2 separate regions of the Mus musculus genome follow, and region 2 is linked to region 1. A link is a contact called in public Hi-C data. All regions are on one chromosome and are shown on one strand. Each heading gives the region's core, a stretch centred on a gene start, on an enhancer-like site or on the middle of the called end of the contact. The rest is flanking DNA. Distances are from core to core; before and after follow the strand shown.

Region 1 (7,946 bases), core at 2,309-4,808:
AGACAATCACGTAATCTCCGAGAGCCCCCACGGCACTCTGCAGACGGGAAGAGATGCAGAGGCAGGTTGAATGAGGCCCCTGGCACCGTGTGGGACTCTGTAGGACTTGATGTGGGTGGCAGTGACCTGAGCAACAGTCTACGGGGAGGCAATGGCATTTGATTCGCTGACTCGGGTGAGCTTGGGCTGGCGATGCGGAAGGAGACTGTTCTGCGCAATGCGCATGTCCAGAGGCAGGCATGAGGCTGTCCATAGAGAATGAAAATGCAGCCTTCAGGAGTCCAGAGTACAGAATTACTCACGCCAACGGCAATAGCAGCCAGGTGCAGGTGCAGGGCTGGGCCTTGACAAACGAGCAGCAGGAGTCATTGTTGTTATCTGATGCATGGCCTGGCCTACACGCTATCGAGGACAGGGGAAGCTAAATCAGGCAAAGCTGGCTTCTGCCACACTGAACTAAGGGCCTTGCTCTGAGGAGACTGAAGAGACAGAAGAGACACTGATCACAGGCCCTGCATGTGAGAGGTCAGAGAGGTGGGATAGGAGGAGCCAAACTGTGCATAGAGCTTCCCTAGGAGAATCCTGGCGAATGTAAACAGAACATTACACTCAGTGGGTTATTTTAGGGTCACAGTCGTGGCCTTGGCAGGTCCCCAATGAGCCAGGCTTGGCCACCTGACATCAGTGGGCCGCTTAAAAGGACCGGAAGTAGTGAAAGCACACAAGAAAGGACACTTAGGACCAGTGACCTCCAAGTCCCTCTCCAGGGCCCTGACAGGAGGTTTAGACTTAAATAGAGAACAAGAGGATTCAGTGAAGATCTGGTCAAGGTATGGTCTCATCCATCACTGACCATTGTTATCAGGCTCCAGTCTGATCTTCTAGGTGTCTGACAGGCGGTCAGAACTGTGAGATAGGCCTTCTTGGGAGGTTAGCCCTCGATCAAGCTGGCCCCATGCTGTAGCCTTTTCCTCTTGAGATTCCTGGGGAACCTCCATTTCTTGAAGTTCATTGTTTCAATGGTCTGATAGGCAAAGGGAGGGCACAGTGTCTCTTTAGAGTATCTTCACTCCTGCCAGGATGGTTACAAAGTTGTTCTCTGTCCCTCTGAGTTCAAGGCCAGCCTGGTTTCTATTGTGAGGTCCAGTACAGCCAGGGCTATGTAAAGACATGGGGGGTCTCACAAATCCCACCCTGAAAAAGTTGTTCTCAGACCTCCACATACAGCATGCAATACAATGCACACACACACACACACACACACACACACACACCAGCCCCAGGAAATCACAGGTATGGGAATTGCTTCAGAGCCATGCCTCTGAGGTCATTACTGATAGAACAAAGGATGGAATGCAGCCTCCCTGTTTGCTGATGACGAGACAGATGTACACCTCCTTTGGGACTGTGCACGATTCAGGGTTACAAAATGGAGGAGCACCTTGTTCTGTGTTCTTACCACCATCCCCAAGGCTAGGCAAGACTCATACTTTGGGTATTCTGTGCAGGCCTTGGGGATGGTGGACTCACTATCCCAGATTCTCATGGATCCAGCTCTGGGGTGATGGGCAAGCTCTCAAGGGTGTAGACTAATATATGTTCCGGGATGAGTCACAGATGGTATATGTCCACACAGTTGGTGTGGGTCCAAGTGGGTAGTCATCCAATTGCTATGCTCCTAATTGTCCCAGTAAAACTGTGACAACACACTGAGACCACAACAAAAACCAGTGACAATTCAGCTCTTAGGTGAGCCCTGATGTTCCTGTCCCATAAAGACATGGTACTCTGTGTGTATCTGGGCTGTGTATATACTTGTTCTTGCCGGGTGGTCAGGATATCTGGTGTGTGTGTGTTTATGTGTGTTTGTGTTTATATGTGTGTTTGTGTATGTGTGTTTGTGTGTGTATGTGTGTGTGTGTTGTGTGCATATGTGTGTGTATGTGTTTATGTGTGTTTGTGTTTATATGTGTGTTTGTGTATGTGTGTTTGTGTGTGTTGTGTGTTTATATGTGTTTGTGTTTATATGTGTGTGTGTGTTTGTGTTTATATATATGTTTGTGTGTGTGTGTGTGTGTTTGTGTGAGTGTGCATGCACATATATTTAATTTACATGTGCTAGTGGAGGCCAGAGGTCGATGTTTGCTGTCTTCCTCAATCATTCCACTCTGTGTTTTTTTGATTCAGGATCTCTCACTGACATGGGACTCAACATTTTATTTAGAGGAGCTTCAGGGGTCCCACTGTCTCAATCTCCTGTGCTGGGAGTAGAGACCTATGTAACATTCCTGCTTTGTTACTGTAGATTTTTGTGGGTGCTGGGGATTGAACTCAGGTTCCCATGCTTAGGTGACAGGCACTTTACCGACTGAGCCACCCTGAAACTGGGTATTCTAAATACAGCTCTTGGTATTATGTAGCTGTTCAAGGTAATTTCTTAGGGTTCTAGACTCAGAAAAGCGACTAGCTTTTCTCTAACGTCTGGCTAGTCTCACTGTTTCTCAGGACACAGGATGTCATGGGTTCAAGTCCCAGTTTCACAGAAGTGGTGTGGAATCCATGCAGACTTTGTGCCAAGTTCCCATCAGTAACTTTCACATTAATGATCAGCCAGCATCTTCAAAGGATGTGATTTTTTTTAAAAAAAAAAAAAAGATTTATTTATTTATTTATTTATTTATTTTGTATGAGTACACTGTAACTGTCTTCAGGCACACCAGAAGAGGGCATCAGATCCCATTACAGGTGGTTGTGAGCCACCATGTGGTTTCTGGGAATCGAACTCAGGACCTCTGGAAGAGCATTCAGTGCTCCTAACTGCTGAGCCATCTCTCCAGCCCACACACAGGATCAGACCTGCAAAGTCTCCTTTTCCTTCTTGTTACTTTCTTTGAAAGGTGTGAACCCAAGAACTGAGTGTCTTACTGATCTGACATGTGCAACAGGCACATACGTCCACACTTCATGACCAGGCAGAAGTGTTTGAATTGCAAAGTGAGATCCACCAGACTTGTTTGGGTTTGGGGGATTGGGAGTGCACAACAAGGTTTGGCCGTGTATCCCAAGCTGGCCTTGAACTGGTAATCATTCTCCTGCCTCAGCTTCCTGAGTGCTAATATTACAAGTGTGAGCTGCCACCTGGCTAACACTTCTGACTCTCTAGAATAGCCCTCTGTCCAGGTCAGACATTCTGACCCCCAGTGTGGGACACTGAGATGTGTTTGGACAGATGACCTCTAAGCTGCTAGAGGACCCTACAAACTTGATGCTGAACTCATGCTGTTAATCAGGGGTGAGCATTGGAATTGCCGGAAGACTCGCTCATCAATCAGACTGCTGAGTGTTGCACCCCTACTCTGATATTACATCATTCTAGCAGGCATTCTTAAAAAGAAGATGGCCATGCATTGCTTCTGTACTGCCTGAGAAACATGCTCCATCTTTAGCCTGTCTCTCTTATCCTGTGTCCTAAGTGTTAACTCTGACAGAGGCTGTGGTTAGCAGATGTCATAAGCAAAGTCCTGAAAAGGACAGGGTATGACTCACAGGGGAGCTACTCACTGGACGTCTCACATTTGCTTAGCTAATACAGTTGAGAACCAAGGCTCCAAGGGTCAGGGCTTGGTTGGGTCCCAGCCATGATACTCCTCCTGAGTGACAGGTACCAAGGCCAGCCAGCCGTAAAGACTCAAAGGCAACAGGAATTGATCATGGCCTGCGCTCTGTATCAAAGTGGTGATGCAAAATGTGAGCCCATCCTTTGTCTGGCTGAGGTTCTCACAGAAGCATGACTGTGGAGAGCTGCAGGCTTCCTGTCTGGCATGGGAGGGTTCTAGAATCTGCTGAGCTCAGCCTTCTCCTTTGCTGGTCTCTAAAGGTGACTGGGAGAGGTCAGGAGAGCGCTCGGTGCGCAAAGCGCCTACTGTGCAAGCACAAGGACATTAGCTTGGCTCCCCAACACCCACTTAATTTGTATGTGGTGGCATAGTGTGCAATTCCAGACTGGGGGGAGGAGGAGTCAGGAGGATCCTTGGGGTTTGCTGACAAGCCAGTGTAGTCAATCTGTGAGCTCCCATTTCATTAAGAGCTCCCTGTCTCAAAACGTAAGGTGGAGGGGACTCACCAACACCTGTATTTCAAGTCCCAGGTAATCTGACTCTCTCTTCTGTACCTCCCCAAGCACCAGGCCATCACAGGATGGACCCCAGTCCTCTGTAAAAGCAGCCAGTGTTCTCAACTGTGCAGCCATCCCGCCAGTCACACGACCTATCTCTTCATCATCATGTCACTGAAGATATTAGCCAGGAAAATGTCTCCATCCTTAAAAGCACTTTGGAATCTGTCTTCCTTTGTCTTCAGTCTGACTATATCTCTCTGTCTCTGTTGCCCCTTAGCCTTCTCAGAGGCTCAGCTTATCTTTGTAGTTCTCTGAGTTGTTAGATCAATGTAAGACAGTAGCACTGGGTCCTGAAAACCATTGGTTTGGGGAAGGTGGCATTCAGGCAATAGCAGTTTCTTTTGTGAACCTTAGAAACTTATTCCTGGGCCAGCAAGATAGCTCAGCTGGGGTTAAGGCACTGGTCCTCTAAGCCTGACACCTGAGCATTCTTCCTGGAACCCACATCAAGGCAGAAATTCTCTACAAAGTTATTTTCTAGCTTCTCCATGTGCACCTTGACATACATGCTCACTCACATACATTATTTGAGTATACACACACACACACACACACACACACAGTTGCATGTACACACATTCCTAGAATGTTCTGCAGAATCTTATGTGGAAGGCCTATTCAGGTCTGTGTGCTCAGGAAACAGCAGCCCTCTTGTTCACTTATTTATTAGCTGGGGGTGAGAAGTTATAAATACAGGTGATTGGCAGAGGGGCCAAGGTAAGAAAGGGACAGCAAACAGAGTGCATTATCTACCTTCCCAGGGCCGTGCAGTGACAGGTGGCTCTTGCTGCAGGACTTCCGTGTTCTCTGGCATCTCTGTGGACAGACAGATGGCCAGCCCTTTGTGACTGCAGTCTGTGATGGGAAATGTCTTCCGTGAGACGTTAGAAGGTGGCGGGGACTCAAATGCACCTGCCCCAATAGGCTGTGGGCTCTGAGTCAGCAAGGCTTGATGGGAGCTATGCTTTGATTCTAGAACATTCCGAGGGCACAGACAAGCCTTGGTATCAGTCAGGGTTAACATGTATCTGTTGAGTTTTGGTAATAATAATTTTATTTGACAATTGTTCTTTCTTAAAAATTGCACTTAATTTGTTTGTTTGTTTATTTGTTTATGGGTGGCACATGCCATAGCATGCATGTGGAGATCAAAAGGCAACTTTTGGGGATTGGCACTCTCCTTCCACAGTGTGTGCCCTGGGAATTGAACAATGGAAAACCTGGCTAGTGACCCAGTGACCCACTATCCTCTTCTAAGGGCATGGACCCATTCCCCATGACCTGGAAATGGCTTCCTGGGCTCCACCTCATCAGCTCCCGCCACCTCTCAAAAGTGCCACTCTAGGGAAACAAGCCTTCAACATAAGAATCTGCAGGAACATTCTAGAAACAAACTCTGATATGAAAGGGGGGCAGGCAGATAGGGCAAACCCCCTTTCTTCCTGAGTGTGGGGTTAGCAGCCTGCTCTGCCGCGGGATGCTGCTGTGATGCACAGGCCCAAAGCAGCCAAGACAACTGGCTATTGGATCACACTTTCCCAAACTAACCCACAGGAACTTTACCACCTTCTAAGTTGCTTCTGTCACTGTTTGCTGCAGTGGACAACAGATGATCAGCAGAATGATGGTATGAAGTAGAACCTGGGCTCCTGGGGTCGCTGCACCCAGGAAGTGTGGCACAGCAGAGCCTCTGGCCTCAGAGGTGTCCTCTAGGGAGCCATCTGCCATCTTCTGGACTACATCCTGAAAAGCTGGGTCAACCTAAATGGATGCCTGGTTGAGTTTGCCAGTTTTCCAATGTCTTACTGTGCCGGGTAGTTTTTTTTTATCAACTTGACACAAGCTAGAGTTACCCAGGAAGAGGAAATGGACATCAGCTGAAGATTTGCCTCCATAGGATTGGAAAGTCTGTAGGGTCTGATTAATGATTGGTCTGAGGGGGCCCAGCCCACTGTGGGTGATGTGCCCTCCGCTCCTCAGGGAGGTAAACCCAATACTATAAGGAAGCAGGCTGAGTGAGCCCTGGAGAACAGGCAGTACGCCTTTTTCTCCATGGCTTACTTCGAAGGAGTTCCTGCTTCAGGTTCCTGCCTTGGTTCCCATAGATGATGGACTGTAACCTGTAAGCCAAAGCAACCCACGCCTCCCCAAGCACAGAGTGTACAGTTTGTCCAGAAGGAACAATTGTCAAAGGACCAGTGCGATGGCTCAGCAGGTAAAGGCACTTGCTGCCAAGTCTGGTGACCTGAACTTATCCTCAAGGCCCATCTGATGGACAAGGAAACCTGACTCCTGAAAGCTGTCCTCTGACCTATACATGCATGCACATGTGGGAACACACACACAATATACAAATACACACATATGCACACACACGTGCAAATACAAACATGCCATACATATAGTCACAAGTACATATACACACTCACACACCATACACAAACTCACACATACTCACACACATACTTACATACTTACACACACTCACACACCATACACACACACAGTACACACACTTATACACACATATATACACATAAAAACACACACACATACACACATGTTCACATACACACACATACACACACACTTATACACACTCACACATTCACACACACATACACGCACTGACATACCATACCATACACACACACACACACACACACACACACACACACACACACACTGACATATACATATAGAGCAACACAACAAAGAAACAAATTCATAAATATGACCTGTAAAAGAACAGCTATCAAAGAAGTGATTTTATTCCAATATTCAATGGATGCATTATGACCTTGGTTGGTACACAAGGCTTGAGCTCAACTTGGAAAGACCAAAGAGTGTTCAAATACCTGCAGTTCTCTGGTACCATCGGTCATTATTTGGCTCAGACTTAAAAAACGAGATTCTCGTGGTAGCTAAGGTTCGTAAGAATATACACCGTGTTTCCTTTCCAGGAGCTGTTTCAGTAGCTGCTATCCTAGATCCTGCCAAGTTGACAATATGAAGCTCTCCATAAATGAAACTCAGTTTGGTTCATACTAGAATAAAGTACTGATTGGTACCACAAGGACTTCTGGGTATTGGGAGGCACTCTAAAACAAACAGGCAGACATCCTGGCCATGGAACATATATTTTAAAAGACAAGAATAATACCTATGAGTATAAGCTAGTGAAATTTTGTCACATAAAGTAAGCGCTTGAAGGAAGGAGGAATAAGGTAATAGCGGTGATTCAAGGATCACACCGTGGGTGGCAAAGGGATTTTACGTAAGGTGCTCCGTGGCTGAGGGATTTTACGTAAGGTTCTGCATGGCATAGGGATTTTACGTAAGGTTCTTCATGGCAGAGGGATTTTACGTAAGGTTCTCCGTGGCATAGGGATTTTGTATAAGACTCTCCGTGGCATAGAGATTTTACGTAAGGCTCTGCATGGCATAGGGATTTTACGTAAGGTTCTTCATGGCAGAGGGATTTTACGTAAGGTTCTACGTGGCATAGGGATTTTGTATAAGACTCTCCGTGGCAGAGAGATTTTACGTAAGGTTCTGCATGGCCTAGGGATTTTATATAAGGTGCTCCGTGGCATAGAGATTTTACGTAAGGCTCTGCATGGCATAGGGATTTTACGTAAGGTTCTGCATGGCATAGGGATTTTACGTAAGGTGCTCCGTGGCAAACGGATTTTATGTAAGGCTCTGCATGGCATAGGGATTTTACGTAAGGTGCTCCGAGGCATAGGGATTTTACGTAAGGCTCTTT
Region 2 (7,946 bases), core at 1,379-3,878, 69 kb after region 1:
AGTTAGACACCCAAAAATCCAAATAACCCAACTGAAAAAAGAGGTATAGAGCTAAACAGAACTCTCAACAGAGGAATCTTGAGTGGCCAAGCGACATGTAAAGACACGTCCAAGGTCCTTGGCCATCAGGGAGATGCAAATCAAAACAATTCTGAGATTCATTTTACACCCATCAGAACGGTGCAAATCAAAAACTCAAGGGACAGTACATGCTGGTGAAGATGTGGAACAACAGGAGCACTCTTCCATTGCTGGTGGGAGTGCAAACTTGTACAACCGCTTTGGATATCAATGTGGTAGTTTCTTTTACAGACAAGTAGATGGAGCTTGAGAATATCATCCTGAGTGAGGTAACCCAGACCCCAAAAGACGTGCATGGTATGTCTTGTAAGTGGATATTAGCCATAAAGTACAGGATACATACTCTATACTCCACAGATCCAAATAAGCTAACCAAGAAAGAAGGCCCAAGCAAAGATGGTTGAATCTCACTTAGAAGTGGGGAATAAAATAGTCATGGCATATGCAGGGACAGAACTGGGTGGGAGAGGGGATAGAGAGCAGAATGGGGTTCAGGATCAGGTGTGGGGAGAGACAGAAGAGATGGTCAGATGGCCACGAGAATGAACGGAAATCTGCAGCTGGTGGGGATGGGGAAGGAGGATGTGTGCATCTTGAGGACATGCCAGAGACCCAGGATAGAGGAGGCTCCCAAGAATCAATGGGGGATGACCTTAGCTGAGACCCACGGCAGGGGGATATGGAACCTGAAGAGGGCACTCCTGTAGCCAGGCAGGAATTCCCTGGAGTGATAGGGATACCAACCCACCCACAAAACTTGTGACCCCAAATTTATCCTGTAGATGTGTGACTCCACACAGGATTCAATTTACTTGAATTTATTTACTCAACTATGAGTACAAATAACCAGTTCAAAAATGACAAAATCCTGTGTGTTTTCTGCTTCCTGACTATGGAGGATCAATGTCACTGGTCCTCATGTCCCTGAAACTATGCCTTCCTGCCACGATGCTCTTCTTAAATTCTAAGCCGAGACAAGTCCTGCTTTCCTAGCCTTGCCTTGTGTCCACTATCTGGTCAAAGCCTGAGACCAGTAACCAATACAGTCATTGATGTTTGGATTCACCCATAACCTGAATTAAATGTCAGTTAAGATGGCCAGTGAAATGGTCCTTTTATGGCTTTAGAATCTGCTGTCTTTTTAGGGTTTTGAAGGGAAGTTTTACCATGCCAGCTATTTACACTAAGATATTGGAGCACATAAACACTGTGGTCGGTGTGGGTGCCCTACATAGGGAGAATGAGACCAGAAGGAAGCAGCAGCAGTGGGGGGAGTGTCAGTAAAGAAACACTGTCAGGGCAGAGATGAGTATGAGAGCTCATGGCAAGGATACAGCTCGGCTTCAGATGTCTCAGAAGGCCATCCCTGGCTTCGGTAGACGTGCATCCTCAAAGGTGTTTGTTTTGATGTTACACACACAGGTAGGAAACTACAAACAAATGAATGTGCACAAGGTTGACAGTTCCAGATGGGGCGCCTCTGAATGATGGCTGGAATGCAGCCATTGAAAATATTGACTTAATCTATTCAGATTCCTGAGGGAAAGCACGTTCTGTGGTTGTTTACAACAGGGCACAAACATATATAGAGGCTTGAGTTTTATATAAACAAATGACACAGACATGAATAAAGAGAGCAGGAAGAAGTAAGACAAACAATTATTTTTTTGATATTTACATATATTATTTTTAATTACTTGCTGGTGTGTGCCTGTGTGTTGGTATGTACATGTGAGTGCAGCTGTCCACAGAGGCCAGAGGCTTGTGTCCCCTGGAGCTACAGAAGGCTCTAAATCTCCTGATGTCAGAACCAAACACGGGTCTCTACAAGAACAGCAATATCTCCTACAACCAAACCTCCTCTCCAGTCCAACAATTCCTAGTAGCAATTGAGGCAGGCTAAAATAGTGTGTGTGTGTGTGTGTGTGCGCGTGTGTGTCTGTCTCTGTGTGTGTGTGTCTGTGTATCTGTCTGTGTGTGTGTCTGTGTGTGTGTCTGTCTGTGTGTGTGTCTCTGTGTGTGAGTGTGTGTGTGTGTCTGTGTGTATGTCTGTGTGTGTGTCTGTGTGTGTGTCTCTGTGTGTGTCTGTGTGTCTCTGTGTGTGAGTGTGTGTGTGTGCCTGTGTGCACACAGGCTCATGTGTTTGCCTGCAGTGTCTTCCTCTGTCCTCTTCCCACTTCAGTTTTTGTTACAGAACCTAGAGGTTGCCATTTCTGCTGGACTGACTTGTCAGCAAGCTCCTGAGTCCCAGTTGCTCCTCCATCTCAGCACTGATTTAGGAGCATGCACAGCCACCCCCAGCTTTTTCATGGGTGCTGGGCATTAAACTCAGGCTCTCACACTTGTACAGAAAGTCCTGTGCTCTTTGACGCAGCTCCATGGTCGCCCCCACCTTTTTTTTTTCTTTTATGTAATTTGTTTTTAAAAACCACAAAACCACAGAGGCCATGCACCCTTGTTTAATTTGCAATGACCTCTAAAGACTATGAAAAAGGAGAGGAAAACCAGAGAGGCCTTCAGTCTGCAAAAAAAACACCTCACATCACTGAGATTTCCCTGCTGATAGTTGGGATGTTTGAGAGCTCTGGGGCCTGGTTTTTGTTCTGGCTCTCATGGTGGACAGAGGGCAGATGTTTTGCTTGGGGTTCAGCAATTCTAACCCTTCCTTCCTGTGATATGAGTGCCTTGGGGTACTCCAGTAAGTCATAATTTCTCATCTTGTTCTTGCTTAGACTGGTCTTGAGGCAAGCGGCAGCCCCCAGAGCTGTTAGCTACTCCATTCCAATTCTATAAGTGTGCATCTGACATTTTTACCATCTATAGTTTTCTTTTATTTTATGTTATTTTCAAAACATGCACATATGTACATGTGTCTTGTGTGCACAAATCTGTACATACCTGTTGGAATTTGTATGGCCATATGTGTCCAGAGAGAACTTGGAGCAGAAACGATAGAGAATGTTGTTTGCTGGATTCCTCACAGGCTCATGCATAGCTAGCTTTCTTATACAGTAAGGACCAGCCGCCCAGGGAAAGGTGCAGCCCATAAAATACTGGGCCCTCCTACACCAGTAATCAAGCCCCCACAGACTCTCCCACAGACCAATCCTTTAATGGAGACTTCCTTCCCAGAGGACCTTCTCAGAGGTTGTGTCAAGTCATGCTTGTTGCATGTAGCCTTTGCTACCCCGCTTTAAGCTCCAGGCAAACTGTACACTACCAGCCCCCACCCAAATTACACACACACACACACACACACACACACACACACACACACACACACACCAGTTACTCTTAAAATGCCTTTGCTAACTCAAAGACTGGGCACTGCTAAATCTCCCCTGCCACCTCAGGCACAATTGGATAGGTCATTGGCCATTCAACTTTATCTCCTGCAGCTACTGCCTCCTTCTTACCCAGATCCCTGCATCCTCATTCGAAACTCTAAGTGTCCCGCCCTGTCCTCATCAAGAATCAATTGGGGAACATGACCTTAGCATCAGAACCACCCTTAAGCCCCTCCCCATAACAAATCATTCACAGAATGAATTTTCTTTGGTTACTGAGCTTAAGTTTCTAAGTTTCCATATCTGCTTTATAAGAATGTGTTGCCTCTGAAGCAAATGGTTGTTGTTTTTAACTGAAGTGCCCAGGGAAATGAGGAGGTTTCATGATACAACACTTCTATTGTCTATTTACTCCTCCATAGAACACGAGATCTCAAGGCAGATAATTTCTTCCCTGATGTAGTGAAAGCTCAACCTTAGTGCAGTAACGGGCATGTTGAAATGTGCTGTGTGCTGTAGTTCTTAGCCCTTCTGGAATTCACCCTGCTGAGCAATCTTAGTCCTTATAATCCATCTTCCCCCATTCTAGAAAGGATTCATTTAAATTTAAGTGAGGTTAATTACAATTTGTGTCTGTATATATGTGCAATGCTCAGGTGTATACAGGTGCAAACAGATGTGCTAGTGTGCATGCATATGTGTTTACATGTGTGGAGGTCAGACAGCTACCTCAGCTGTCATTTCTCAGTCAGCACCCACCTTGTTTTTTTGAGACAGGGTCTCCCATTGGCCTGGAATTTGCCAGTAAGGTAGGCTGACTGGCCAGTGAGCTCCAGGGGTCTACCCATATCCAGCTTTTTTATGTGGGCTCTTCTCCAGTCTGCTCAGCCTTTTTGTTGAATAAATGCTAATAGATCCATGGTTGCTTTCTCAAATGCCATCTAGAACATTCACCAAGATGCTGTACTTGGGGGAACAAGGCATGGCAGTGAACTTGTGCTCCCTCTAGTGACATTGAAAGAGCACAGCACAGCTGTTAAAATGTCAGATGTCAGGGTGGAGCTCTCTCAATGGCCATTTATTTCAAATTGTAGCCACAATAGCAGAATATTCCACTCCTCAATTTGATGTGGAAGGACAGTTAAACCTAGATTTTAGCCTCTTTGTGAATACCTATGTACACCTTGCCTCCCTTTCTCTGTGTCTCTGTCTCTTCTCCCTCTCCCCTACCCCCCCCCCCGGGTGTGTGTGTGTGTGTGTGTGTGTGTGTGTGTGTGTGTACCTGTACATTCATGCATGGTGTGTTGGTCCTCCAGCATCTTCCACATGTTTGAAACAGGGTCTCCCATTGGCCAAAAACTGGCCCCCTCCCCTTCCAGGGAACCTCTTATATTGCAAGACTGGGATTGCAGGTATGCTCTGCTGTGCCTGACTTTTTATGTGTGTTCTGGAGATCTGAAACACTTTATAAATGGAGCCATTACCCCAACCCGAATATAGAGTAATAATCTCAACATAATGACACCAGAAAATCAAAATGCAAATGTATACCCTTGTGTCTGAATCTCAATTGTAGAAGAGAATATGTGTGAAACCTGCTTTGAACATAGAAGAGGCAGAGGCAGAAATACCCAGCATGGCCAACGGGGTGGGAGAGTCCAGTGAGTGCAAAGCTCCACTCTTCCTAAGCTCTGCACAAGACTGTGTGTGCACAGGCTTCTCTCTGCTCTCTCGCTGGGTGATACAGGATCCAGACTTTGAGGGCCACTCTCCACACGTCCTTGATGCCTTCTGGCAGGGACTGTCAACAATTGACTCTGATGCCCTAAGGCAGTGTCTTTATGGACTGTACCTTCATTGCTACATTGTTACACTGTTACATCATTACACTGTTCAGTTACACTGTTACATCATTACACTGAACAGTTATACTGTTACATCACTACACTGTACAGTTACATCATCACATCATTACACTGTACAGTTATACTGTTACATCATTACACTGCACAGTTACACTGTTACATCATTACACTGTTCAGTTACACTGTTACATCACTACACTGCACAGTTACACTGTTACATCATTACACTGTACAGTTATACTGTTATATCATTACACTGCACAGTTACACTGTTACATCACTACACTGTACAGTTACATTGTTACTTTGTTGCACTGTTACATTGTTATGCTGTTACACTGTTAGGCTGTTAGACTGTTACCCTGTTACTGGTGGGCTACCACACATCCTGTTCTGCTTTCCCCTTGTTATTATGTAGTGGCGCTTTGCGATAAACTCCTCCTTTGGAGGAACATGAACAACTGAATCCTGTGTCCTCTAGCAGAGGCTGACATTTCCTTGACATGTAGGGTTGTTTTCTTTGTTTTGTTTTGTTTTGTTTTTTATATCCCCAGTCATTCAGGAAGCCTTGTGTTCAGGGCAGTCTTTGAAGTACTTTCTAAGTAAACAAACAATGCAATAAAGAAACATGCAATAGGGGAAGTCATTAGGATGCATGAGCAGTATGCGACAACCATTTGTTATAGTCAGTAAAAGCAATGGAAACAATCACAGTATGTGAGGATGGGAGAGGTCAGGCTTAAGACAGTGCCAGGGCAGCTCAGAGGATGCTAGAAGGGTAGAAACCTCTGTAGGTCACTTACTTTCCCATTGGGTGATACCCAGGAGCTCTGCATCCTAGCCCCTCCCTGTAGCAGGAACTGAAAATTGGCTGCAGAATTGGCCATGAAGGCTATGTCTAATTATGATTCATCAGTATCCTTATTCATGCCCTGCAAGTTCTCCCCTCCCCCAACACACACTTTCATGATTGATTTCCTTCCTCCCTGCTCTCTCTTTCTTTTTTATTTTTCTTCCTTTTGATAATGCTTATTAGTAGCTCAGGCTGTTATCAAACTTGCCATCCTCCTGCCTTGTTGTGTCCGACCAGCGGCTCACATGGCTGGGTTCTAGTCTGGAAAGGCATCTTGGAAACCTGGAAGAGAAGAGGGGGGACTAGGCGGCGCGAGAGAGAGACGGAGCTAAGACAAACCAGGTTCTGATCAAAGCTCAATTTTACTAATTCGAGTTATGAAGGAGGGGTAAGGGGCTAATTCCCGCCAAATAACCCTGGGGTCCAGTTGCAGGGTGACCACGTGTATGGCTCTAGAACAGCAAGGTGGCAGTCTCCAGCAGTGGGCGTGGCAGAATGATTAAGCGGCAGGCTCCACCCTGATGCTCTCTAACACTGAAACCTGAGCAAACAGGTTTCAGGCTGGGGAGGGGAGGTTACATCTCTTCCCTGTTGTTAATATTAAAAAAAAAAAAGGCTGGGCTGAGGCATAAAATTTATTTATGCTCAATAGTTCTGCCTGAATTTTTAGGGCTTAATGAAGAAACCTGTTTCTGTGGGGATTTCCTAACTTTTCTTATGGTAAACCATATCTGGATAAGACTGTCCTTTATGTCCTAGTAAACAACTAGCAGACTAGCCCTGAGCTGTTGGCTCTGTCTCTTATAATGCTAATTAGTACTAAATGGGTAACTTCCTTGTAGAAATTTTTATCTGAATGCCAAGTAGTCAGCTACACTGCGTTGGAACCCTGGCGAAGGCTGACTGTATGAATTGAAAGGCACTTTATTATGAATAACACTGAAGGAGAGTACGTGGATATTCCTCCACATTCTTGGATGACAGGCAGGGAACAGGGAGGAGGGGGTGACAACCGGCTCCGTAGTACAAAGCCAATTGGCTTTTTAGGGTGGGAGGCTGTGAAGAGCTTGCCCTTCTAACGGTACGGTCTCCAACCTCCCCCCACCCCCATTAATTAAGTTTAATAAGGCCACGCTTAACTGAGGTGATCAAATGATTTTTTTATCCTTAGATGAGTGGGCTTTAACCATGGCTTGGGGAGATATTGACCCGATTTTTCTCGTGGGTGCTGTCACAACCCACACTTGTGGCTCTTGGTATCTTTTGGGGAGGGGAGGCAGAGCCTTAGAAAGATATTTTTGGTTGTAACTGGAACTAGATACCAACCTCTATCCAAACCGGGTGTATCTCACAGGGAACCCAGAAATAGTCAAGCTGGACCTTTCCCTGCAATAAATTTTTGTACCCAAGCAGTACCCGTACTGTATTCGTATGATCACGAATCAGTATGCACAGTTCTGAGTACTGTGCAGCTCTTAAAGGAGAATTGTCAACCTCAGATTTAGCAAGGCCTCGACAGGAATTATATTACTAGTAACATCACAATGTGTGGTTCTTAGGCTATATTAGGAGCTGGAGGTCACCCTCTTCATCTCTGTTATTCTTACAGCCTGAGGAACTAAGGGGGCCTTGCAATAACAGCAAGGGTGGAAAACAAGAGACCAGCTAAGGGACTAAGCCCATCTATCAGAATAAAAACCAATCTCTTTTAATATTTGAAATTTCTGCCTTTCTAGCCCTCGTAGTAAACCTAAATTTCAAATCAGACCTAAAGCCACAATATGTGTTGGAATGTCTTTAGAATGAAAATAGCAGTTGTCACCTGTACGCTCTTGGGGGCAGGGATGCACGCCCACTGTA

The links. Hi-C and Micro-C count contacts between places; a contact is called where the count stands out from the background.
Region 2: a Hi-C map of the MNK3 cell line shows a contact between it and region 1, with 4 times the contacts expected there. The contact joins two enhancer-like sites. A contact is called at or near these places in 2 of 39 promoter capture datasets (hippocampal neurons and liver), 7 of 484 Hi-C or Micro-C datasets (the MNK3 cell line, Sertoli cells, brain and 4 more) and 1 of 115 datasets of contacts at active chromatin or transcription factors (embryonic stem cells).

The regions. Positions count from the first base shown.
Region 1 is chr8:126,007,518-126,015,463 of GRCm38.p6, forward strand. The region is part of intron 1 of Kcnk1 (potassium channel, subfamily K, member 1); the gene reads left to right. Among named protein-coding and RNA genes, the nearest start is that of Kcnk1, 16 kb to the left of the region's middle. Within about 2 kb of position 3,559, at least 29 of the 459 cell types and tissues checked have an H3K27ac peak or open chromatin away from gene starts, as enhancers often do. A contact at or near this core is called in the MNK3 cell line, where this site is marked.
Region 2 is chr8:126,077,118-126,085,063 of GRCm38.p6, forward strand. The region is part of intron 1 of Gm46072 (a long non-coding RNA gene); the gene reads left to right. Among named protein-coding and RNA genes, the nearest start is that of Gm46072, 8.2 kb to the left of the region's middle. Within about 2 kb of position 2,629, at least 2 of the 459 cell types and tissues checked have an H3K27ac peak or open chromatin away from gene starts, as enhancers often do. A contact at or near this core is called in the MNK3 cell line, where this site is marked.